2 separate regions of the Sus scrofa genome follow, and region 1 is linked to region 2. Evidence: chromatin contacts called from public HiChIP or PLAC-seq data. All regions are on one chromosome and are shown on one strand. Each heading gives the region's core, a stretch centred on a gene start, on an enhancer-like site or on the middle of the called end of the contact. The rest is flanking DNA. Distances are from core to core; before and after follow the strand shown.

Region 1 (4,019 bases), core at 60-2,559, 100 kb before region 2:
CATTCTATGGAATAGGCTACCTGCGAAGAATATACTCAGGTGGGGATTGAGCCTCCAGATATTAGAGATGTTTAGAGGATTATGATACAAACCAAAAGTTGAGAATTGCGGGATGAGAGGAAACCTTACAAATCTTCTATGATTCACCCAACTGAGACTCAAGCCCTCTCTAATATATTCTTGGAAGATGTCACCCAACCATTCGAGCATTGAGAAAAAAACCATGGAAGTAAGTCACTTCATTTCAGGCCAACTCTGATGCCTAAGTTCTTTTACTGAAGCCACATGACCCTCCAGTAACTTCCACCCATTAGTTTTACCCCTCTTTCATCTACGGGCACCTGGAATGTTTGTGGATAATGATAGTATTTCCCTTAAATATCCCCTCCAAAATTAAAATCTCCAGCTCCTTGAACCTTTCCTCATAATACCAATACCCCACCCCACCCCCCGCCCATCCAGCCTGCTTTCCTCAGAGAAACCTCCATTCTTGCTTTAGCGAGTATCAAAATTATTCCAACAACCCTGCCCATTCTGACATCCAGATTCCTTGTGGAACCCAAGTTTTCCCCCTCGTCCAGCTCACACATCACGGAAGCCTCTAACTGCTCTTGACACCTCCATCCAAGGAAGCTTTGGGGCTGGGAATGTGCCCCTGGTGCTCCTTCGGAAGATTCGGAGACAAGAAGAGACCACAGCGGCCACTCTGAGGCCCTCGCCCTGCTTTCCTCCCTGGTCTAAGCCTCCTCCCTCACCGGTATTGCTTGGGGTCGCTGGGAGACTTGACGATCTCAGGGTCTCCGGCATTACTGACAGGCACCCTCCGTCCCTCCTCCTCAGATTCGTCGGCTCCCAGACGGGCAACCCGGCCGCTCTCGCCCAAATCCTGTCCATTGGGCTGCAGGTCAGGGCAGCTGCAGGTAGACTTCGCCTTGTTCCTTCCAGGCATGGTCAGAGTAGGAAAGGGTCTGGCAGCCGCGGAGTCTTCGCACCGACCCCGCGCTTCTACTCTCCACAGCGCCGCGAGCTCCCGCCCGGCCTCACACCACAACTTCCTCCCGGTGGCACTGACTGCAGCAACCGTGACTCTCCTCAACATTCACCACCAAGCCGGAGTAATGGGCATCCCGCTCCCTAGGGCCCTCCTCCTCCTCCTACTTCTCCAGCCGCTCCTCCTCCTCCGCGTTCCAGAGGCGGTGGCGGCCGGCGCTGGTGCTGCCGCAGCCGCCGGGGAGGACAGGCCTGAACCCCTCCCCCAATCCGGTCTCCCCCAAGCCAACTTCCCTCATCCCCCCCACCCTCCCGCCGTCGATGACGCAACTGACTTTAGCCAATAACAAGGCAAGATAGAAGTCATGTGCATGTGATCAACCAATGGGAACAAGGAATAAAAAAGAACCAAAGAGACCGGGCCGGCATCTCGCAGCACGCAGAGAGCTCTTCGGGACACGGAGTGGGCGGGGCGAGAGAAAAGAGGCGGAGAGAGGGACGCGGAGGACGACGGGAGAACGGCGCCTGGGAGGCTGCGCAGCGTTTATGACGGAAGAGGGGAGGTGGCTTGAGGTAGCAGCTGAATAGTGCTCCACCGCTCCGAGAGAAATATTCCCCGGATGAGAAAACCGCTAAGCGAGTGGAGAAAATTAATTTCCAGGCTTCCCCTCCCCTCACTCATGTCGTATTTTGCGTATCATGCCCCTCAGACCTGGGTGGAGTTTTGGCCGTGACTCGGCACGTAAAAAGCAGAACGCCGGAAGTGTTTTTCTGCAGCCGGATGGAAGCTGCGTGGGAGTGGAGCTGAGCGGAACCGGAGAAATAGCCGCCGTGCTTCTCCTCCTTACAGCTTGCTAGACCGTCGTGCACTTCGCCTAAGTGTTTAAAAGACCGGTGTAAATGTGTTCACTCTTCTATGCGAAAACATTTTGAGCTTCCCCCAGAGACTAGAGTCCACAGTTAGTGTTAGCCAACTTTCGCTGAGCAGCCACCTCCTGTCCCTTAAGTCCGTTTCCCCAAGGTTTTTTCCTGCCTTCAGTGGCCGTTGGTGGGCAAGATGTGATTGAAACAGACGTACTTGGAAAATAAAAAGCAACTGATGTGGTACTAGGTGTGTGATTTACTAACCTTGGCATAAGCAGTTGTAGCACACAAAAGGAAGAAACATGGTGAATGCAGAAGCACTTGAAGCAGAGATATCTTGATGATTGTTTTAGGTCTTTACATTTTTCTAGGCCTCCCCAGCTCCAGATATAGGGAAGACAATCATGAACAAAACAAAATTTGTTGCCTTCTTGGAGCATGCATTCAAATGGGGAGAAACAGAATAAAATAATTTTTAAAAAGTGAATGCTAAGGGAGTTCCCTTCATGGCTCAGGGGAAACGGAATCTGACTAGTATCCATGAGGACGCAGGTTCACTCCCTGGCCTTGCTCAGTGGGTTAAGGATCCACTGTTGCTGTGAGCTGTGGTGTAGGTCTCAGATATGGCTGGGATCTGGTGTTGCTGTGGCTCTGGTGTAGGCCCGCAGCTACAGTTTCAATTCGACCTGTAGCCTGGAAACCTCCGTGGGTGCAGCCCTAAAAAGGCAAAAAGGGCGGAGGTGGGAATGCTAAGACAAGAAATGATGATGGATAGGAAAATAAAGAGTTGGGAAGGAGAAGCCCAAGGAATCAGAAAAGAAATGGTAAAATCTGGAGTTCCTATAGTGGCTCAGCAGTAACGAACCCAACCGGTATCCGTGAAGACTCAGGTTCGATCTCTGGCCTGAATCAGTGGGTTAAGTATCTTGCGTTGCCTTGAGCTGTGGTGTAGGTCACAGGTGCGCTCTCAGATTGGCCATTGTTGTGGCTGTGGTGTAGAATAGGCTGGTGGCTGCAGCTCTGATTCGACCCCTAGCCTGGGAACTTTCATTTGCCGTGGATGCAGGTCTAAATACACAAACCGAAAAAGAAAGAAAAAAAAAATGATGAAACCTGAACTAGAGCAGCAGATGAAATAAATTAATTGAAAAATATTGTTCAAATATCCCAATATGGAGTTCCCCATTGTGGCACAGGGGAATTGAATCCGACTAGGAACCATGAGGTTGCGGGTTCTATCCCTGGCCTCGCTCAGTGGGTTAAGGATCAGGTGTTGCCGTGAGCTGTGGTGTAGGTCACAGATGCAGTTCGGATCCCACGTTGCTGTGGTTGTGGTGTAGGCCAGTGGCTACAGCTCCAGTTGGACCCCTAGCCTGGGAACCTCCATATGCCTCAGGTGTGACCCTAAAAAGACAAAAAAAAAAAAAAAAAAACAGGTTTTCAAGAACCTATCAATTTTTAAACCAAGCAACTCCACTAGATTGCCCTCCTTTAAAGCCGTGTTTTTACTTTATTATTAACCCCTAACATAGCTTCCCAGCACATTGTAAAACAGTCATGTTTGTTGAATAAATACCTGAAGTGATATGTGTATTTTGGGGTGTTATTTTCTTAAACTCTCTGAAGCAATAATAACACACTACCAATAATGATTCCCCACAACTGGGTTAGCCTTTTGGTGGATATCTAACCAAAAGACAACAACTAAGCCAAAAATCAGGAGAAGGAAGGATTTATTAGCTGCAACAAGTAAGAATACTGGGGAATCTTTCCCAAAGCAGTGTCTCCCCAGCAAAATTGGGTAAGTTTTAAGCTAAGGTTACATGCATATTCATAAAGGGTATGTGCATATTCATGAAGGGGCTTGAGAAGAGGTGAATTCAATATTGAATTGGGGCAAAGATTGACAAGGTCCACCCTTTAGTTGATTCAAGTCACAAGAGACTGAAAAATGTTAACATCATCATCATTCCTTAGGTTCCTACCAGTCTGAGGTCTTATCATGTATTTACCATTCTCCAAGAGGGGGTACAGAGGTTAGTTCCTATAGAACAACTCAAAGATAAGTATCAGCTTGATATGTATATCCTTGGAGGAGGAACTAGGACGCTGTTTTGTTGTTTCTTGACTGCTTTTCCTCTGTTTCTGCATCGCTTTGTTCCCTG
Region 2 (4,352 bases), core at 1,123-3,622:
ACTTATCAGTGATAATAAGGAGGGAGTTGGGCAATGTGCACCTCATGCTACTATATGCAACCTCCTTCCTAAAGCCATACCCTATTAACTTCTCTAATTCAGTCTTTCTTTAGACCATTCCTCACCACCAGCCCAGCCCAGCCCAGTGCCTCACTGTTCTCTTAGACCCATAGAAACAGTACTGTAATAGCTACGATTTAGTGAGCACCTACTAAATGCCAGGCACTCTACTAGGAGTTTTTGATGCATTCTATCTTGCATACCATAGACATTTGATAAATGTTCACTTCCTTCTCCAGACTGGAAAGAGATAGTCATGGGTGTGACCACCGACATAACACAGGCACACCTGCATAACACCGGTGGCTTTTCTCTTTTGTACAGTGCTTTACAGTTTATGAAACCCACATTATCATATTTTATTCTCACAACAACTCTTGCGGATAGATGAGGAAACTGAGGCAGGAGCAAAACTACAGCTCAATTATTCACTCAGTCAGCATTCACTGAGCACCTATTATGTGCCAGGTCCTGTGCTCTACTCTGAGGAGGTGAAGAAAAACCACAGGCATTTCAGCTTAGAGAGGAAAACTTTTTAATCATCCTCTCTAGGTTACTCATGTCTCCTTTCATATCCTAAACCTTAAGAAATTGGAGATTTCTTTCTTGGACTAGAGATCATTTTAGATTTTTGTCTTCCATACTGTTTCTTCTGATAGGAATTTACTTGCCTTTGCTGCTAGCTGAATCCTTCATGACCAGAAAGTCTTCCCTGACCCACTATCCTCTGGCAAAATGTCTTTGCTCTGGCTAACACAGCACCAGGGCCTCCCAGTACCACAGATAGGGCTTTTCATGGACTTCCATTGTCTTTCTAGGCTCAGAGCAGGTAGTATCTACCTGTACACACACATACATCCACTTTTTTTTTTTACTATCCCCCCACCCTTTTCCATCTGGATTCCAAGAAGTTGGGATAGATGGCCTTGTCCTGCTCCCACTCCCCTCCACACCTCTATTAGTTTCCAGAGGCTGCCACCTTGCCCTCCCTAAAATCTTTGAAGAACAGAGTCAGCCTGTGCATTAATTCCTTTGTCAAAGATTCTCTTCTTGTCCCTGATCCCATGTAGCAGTGTAACAGAGCCCAGTGCCTGCATCCCCCTCCTCAGTCTCCGGAGGAGCTAAGACATGGCTAGTGCCTAGATGCCCTTGGACTGCGCTCTGGGCCCCCCTCATGTTTCCACTCTCACACCACAATCCACACCTGGCCTCTTCTCCATCCCCTGCCCAGCCCATCCACCCAGCTAAACTCTCGAAGTTCCCTGACAGTTCCTCCACTCCCAGCTGCCAAGCCCCTGCTCTATTTCAGGGCTTTTCCAAGTGCCACTCCTGGCCAGCACGCAGTGCCCACAGCCCACATCCAAGGCCACGGCTCTCCTTCTCCATGGGCTCCCCACCCCTTTCTCTGCAGTCCGGATAGACTCAACCTTGCCTCCCACCTTCTGGTTCTTCAAAGCTTCCCACCCTCAAACCCCGCCCCTCTCCTCCCTCAGGTTGCCCCCCCACCCCCCGCTGCCAACACCCGGCTGGGCCCTGGCTCCGCACCACACTCACTTTCCCTCTCCCTGACCAGCGCCCCTTCCCCTCACCACCTCACTCCTCTCCAGCCCCCACTCCACCCCTGCCAGCCGGCCCCCTCTTCTTTAGCTCTTTACTTGCGCGCCTCACCTTCTCTCCCCTCAATCTTCTCGCTTCAGCACCCCCTTCAGCGGGTACCCTCTGCCCGCACTGCCCACCTCGGCTTCCACCTAAGATCCCCGCCCCCAACGCCCCTACCCACCTTGCCCCCTCCACGAGCAGTCCCTGCGCTCCAGCTGCCGTTCATCCTCTCCCCCAGCTCTGGCGCCCTCTTTCTTGCCCGCCCCCCACCGCGGCCCCTGCCTTGAAAGCTCCCCTTGCGGCCCTCACCGGGATCCAGTCCGGGCAGACACCCCCTCAGCGCCCCCTCCCCAGGGTACCCGCCCATGCACTGCAGCTGTCCCTCCTGAGTGGCCTCCCCTGGCTCCTTCTCCTCGGCGTCCGCTCCACTGACCCGTGCTCCTTCTCAACGCCCGCTCACTGCCCCCAGCGCTCCGCGCCGGGATCCAGTCCCAGACGCTCCCCGGGCGCGCTGCCTGGCCGCACCCCTTACCTGGGACTCCGGGTGAGGACAAGCGGCTCCCTCCCTGGCAGCGCCGCGGAAGCCCTGGACCTGGCGGTGGGCGGCAGAAGGCGCAGCGGGTTCACGGAGCAGGGCAGTGCGGGGCGGGTCTGGTCCCCACAGCGGCGACTTAGGGCTGAGGCTCCAGCTGCAGCTGGGCGGGTTGCTGCCGCGTCCAGGCCCCACCCATGCCCCGCCCAGGGGCGGAGTCCGTATTCGCCCGGCCCCCGCTCCGGGCAGGTGTAGGGAATGGGAGGTCTCTGGAGGACTTGGAGCTCGCCAACGACTATGGTAATTGATCTTAATTCTCACCCCTCGTTCCGCAGATTGAACTTACTGGGATGATCAGGGAGCTTTGATGATAATGTAGATAACGATGGGTTTGTGGCTTCGCCATTTCCAAAGCACTTTCCTGTCCATTACGTCGTTTCAACCTCACAAAAGCCCAGGGAGAGGCAGAATCTGGACTGCTGTCTTTGAGTGAAACGAAGCCAGAAACCTGGGCATTGTCCTCTACCCTATGCACTTCACACCCCACAGCCCATCAGCCGGGTAATATGGCCTCCCTAACATAACCTATCCCTTCCCTTCCTCTCCGTCTCCACTGCTCTCACGCTGGGTCAGGCCTCATCACTCCTTGCCTGGACTAAAGCAACAGTCTCCTCATGGGTCCTCCCTGTCTCCACTCCCAATCCATCATCTACACCAGCAGCCTGCGTGATTGTTCTAAACGTCACCATCAACCCTTATGAAACAAACAAAACAAAACAAAATATTTGCAATGGCTCCCTATTACCAGTAGTAGCCTGGAATAAGAAAATATTCTTTCCTGGTCATTAAGAAGTCCCAGCTTTGCCAGATAAGGCAGCCACGAAAGCTAATTAGCACCCCACCCTTCTGTGAGGACCTAGACTTCAAGTTTTCCTGAGGTCACAGGAACCAGCTGCAAGTTTTGGGTTTTGTTTGTTTGTCTGTTTTTTGTCTTCCTGCCTTTTCTAGGGCCACTCCCACGGCATATGGAGGTTCCCAGGCTAGGGGTCTAATCGGAGCTGTAGCAGCCGGCCTACACCACAGCTGAGGCAACACAGGATCCTTAACCCACTGAGCAAGGACAGAGATTGAACCCACAACCTCATGGTTCCCAGTCGGATTCCTTAAACACTGAGCCACGACTGGGAACTTTGGTTTAGAATCATCGCCCTCTACATACTCTTCCCCAATCTCAAATCTTGAAGGTCTGAGTCAGATACCAAAACACATTTTCCCCACATTCTGTTATGAACTTAACTGCAATTTGTCTCTTTGGCCAGAGGAACCACTCAATTAACAGCCCCTCTGGTTGTCAGACTTCTCTCTCAGATTCATCCTTGTGCTGTTCTGAGCTACTCCACCCTACCCCTTCCACTCACTTTCTCACAGTCCACTTCCCAGCATCCTTGTCCACTGTGCCCTCCACAATCCTTTTCCTTTGTCAGCAAACTCTCCTACACCCTCTACTGTTTCAGAGGCCACTCAAGTTATTTCTTTGCCTTTACTGAAACTTGACCCTCCTTCCAGACTCCTCTGGTAGCCCTCTGCAGGAAGCCTTCTCTCGTTCGCCCTCCCCACACACCACAGCCCCAGGAGGTGGGTCAGCATTGCCTCTTGCCCTTGTACAAAAGTTCCTTCTCCTTAGGTCTCCAGCCCTACTACTGTTTACCCCTCCTCATCAAGGATATCATCTCTGACTCCCACCCACTCCCTGTGCATGGACAATTTCAGCCCCTGCTCATGGCCATCCTCGTTATCCCTGTACTGCCATCCTCCTGGTGCCCTCAGCAGCCATGTGGTTTCCTGTTCCCTCTGCTCTTGGTCTTCACATCACCTCCCATCATGGTCACACCTTGAATTTCTTTCCTTTCTTTCTTGACTTCTTTCTTTCTTTTTTTCTCTCTTTCTCTCTCTCTTTCTCTCTTTTGTTCTTTCATTCCTTTTTTCTTTCTCTCTCTCTCTTTTGGACACCCACGACATATGGAAGTTCCCAGGCCAGGGACTGTATCCGAGCCATAGCTGCCATCCGCACCACAGCTACAGCCATGCTAGATTCTTAACCCACTGGGCCAGGTGGGGGATCAAACCCATGCCTCAGCAGCAACTTGAGCTGCTGCAGAGA

The links. HiChIP or PLAC-seq counts read pairs in DNA pulled down with a chosen protein or histone mark.
Region 1: an H3K27ac HiChIP or PLAC-seq map of alveolar macrophages shows a contact between it and region 2. The contact joins the promoter of NRDC here to the promoter of RAB3B in region 2. A contact is called at or near these places in 3 of 5 promoter capture datasets (fetal liver, fetal skeletal muscle and liver), 27 of 47 Hi-C or Micro-C datasets (adipose tissue, alveolar macrophages, blood and 15 more) and 2 of 2 datasets of contacts at active chromatin or transcription factors (alveolar macrophages and skeletal muscle).

What each region holds. Positions count from the first base shown.
Region 1 is chr6:160,296,391-160,300,409 of Sscrofa11.1, reverse strand. NRDC (nardilysin) reads right to left here and starts at 1,309. Exons shown (of 31, transcript XM_003127978.6): 1 at 756-1,309. The coding sequence starts at 1,099.
Region 2 is chr6:160,192,508-160,196,859 of Sscrofa11.1, reverse strand. It overlaps RAB3B (ras-related protein Rab-3B), which reads right to left and starts at 2,372. Exons shown (of 5, transcript XM_003127977.5): 1 at 2,192-2,372.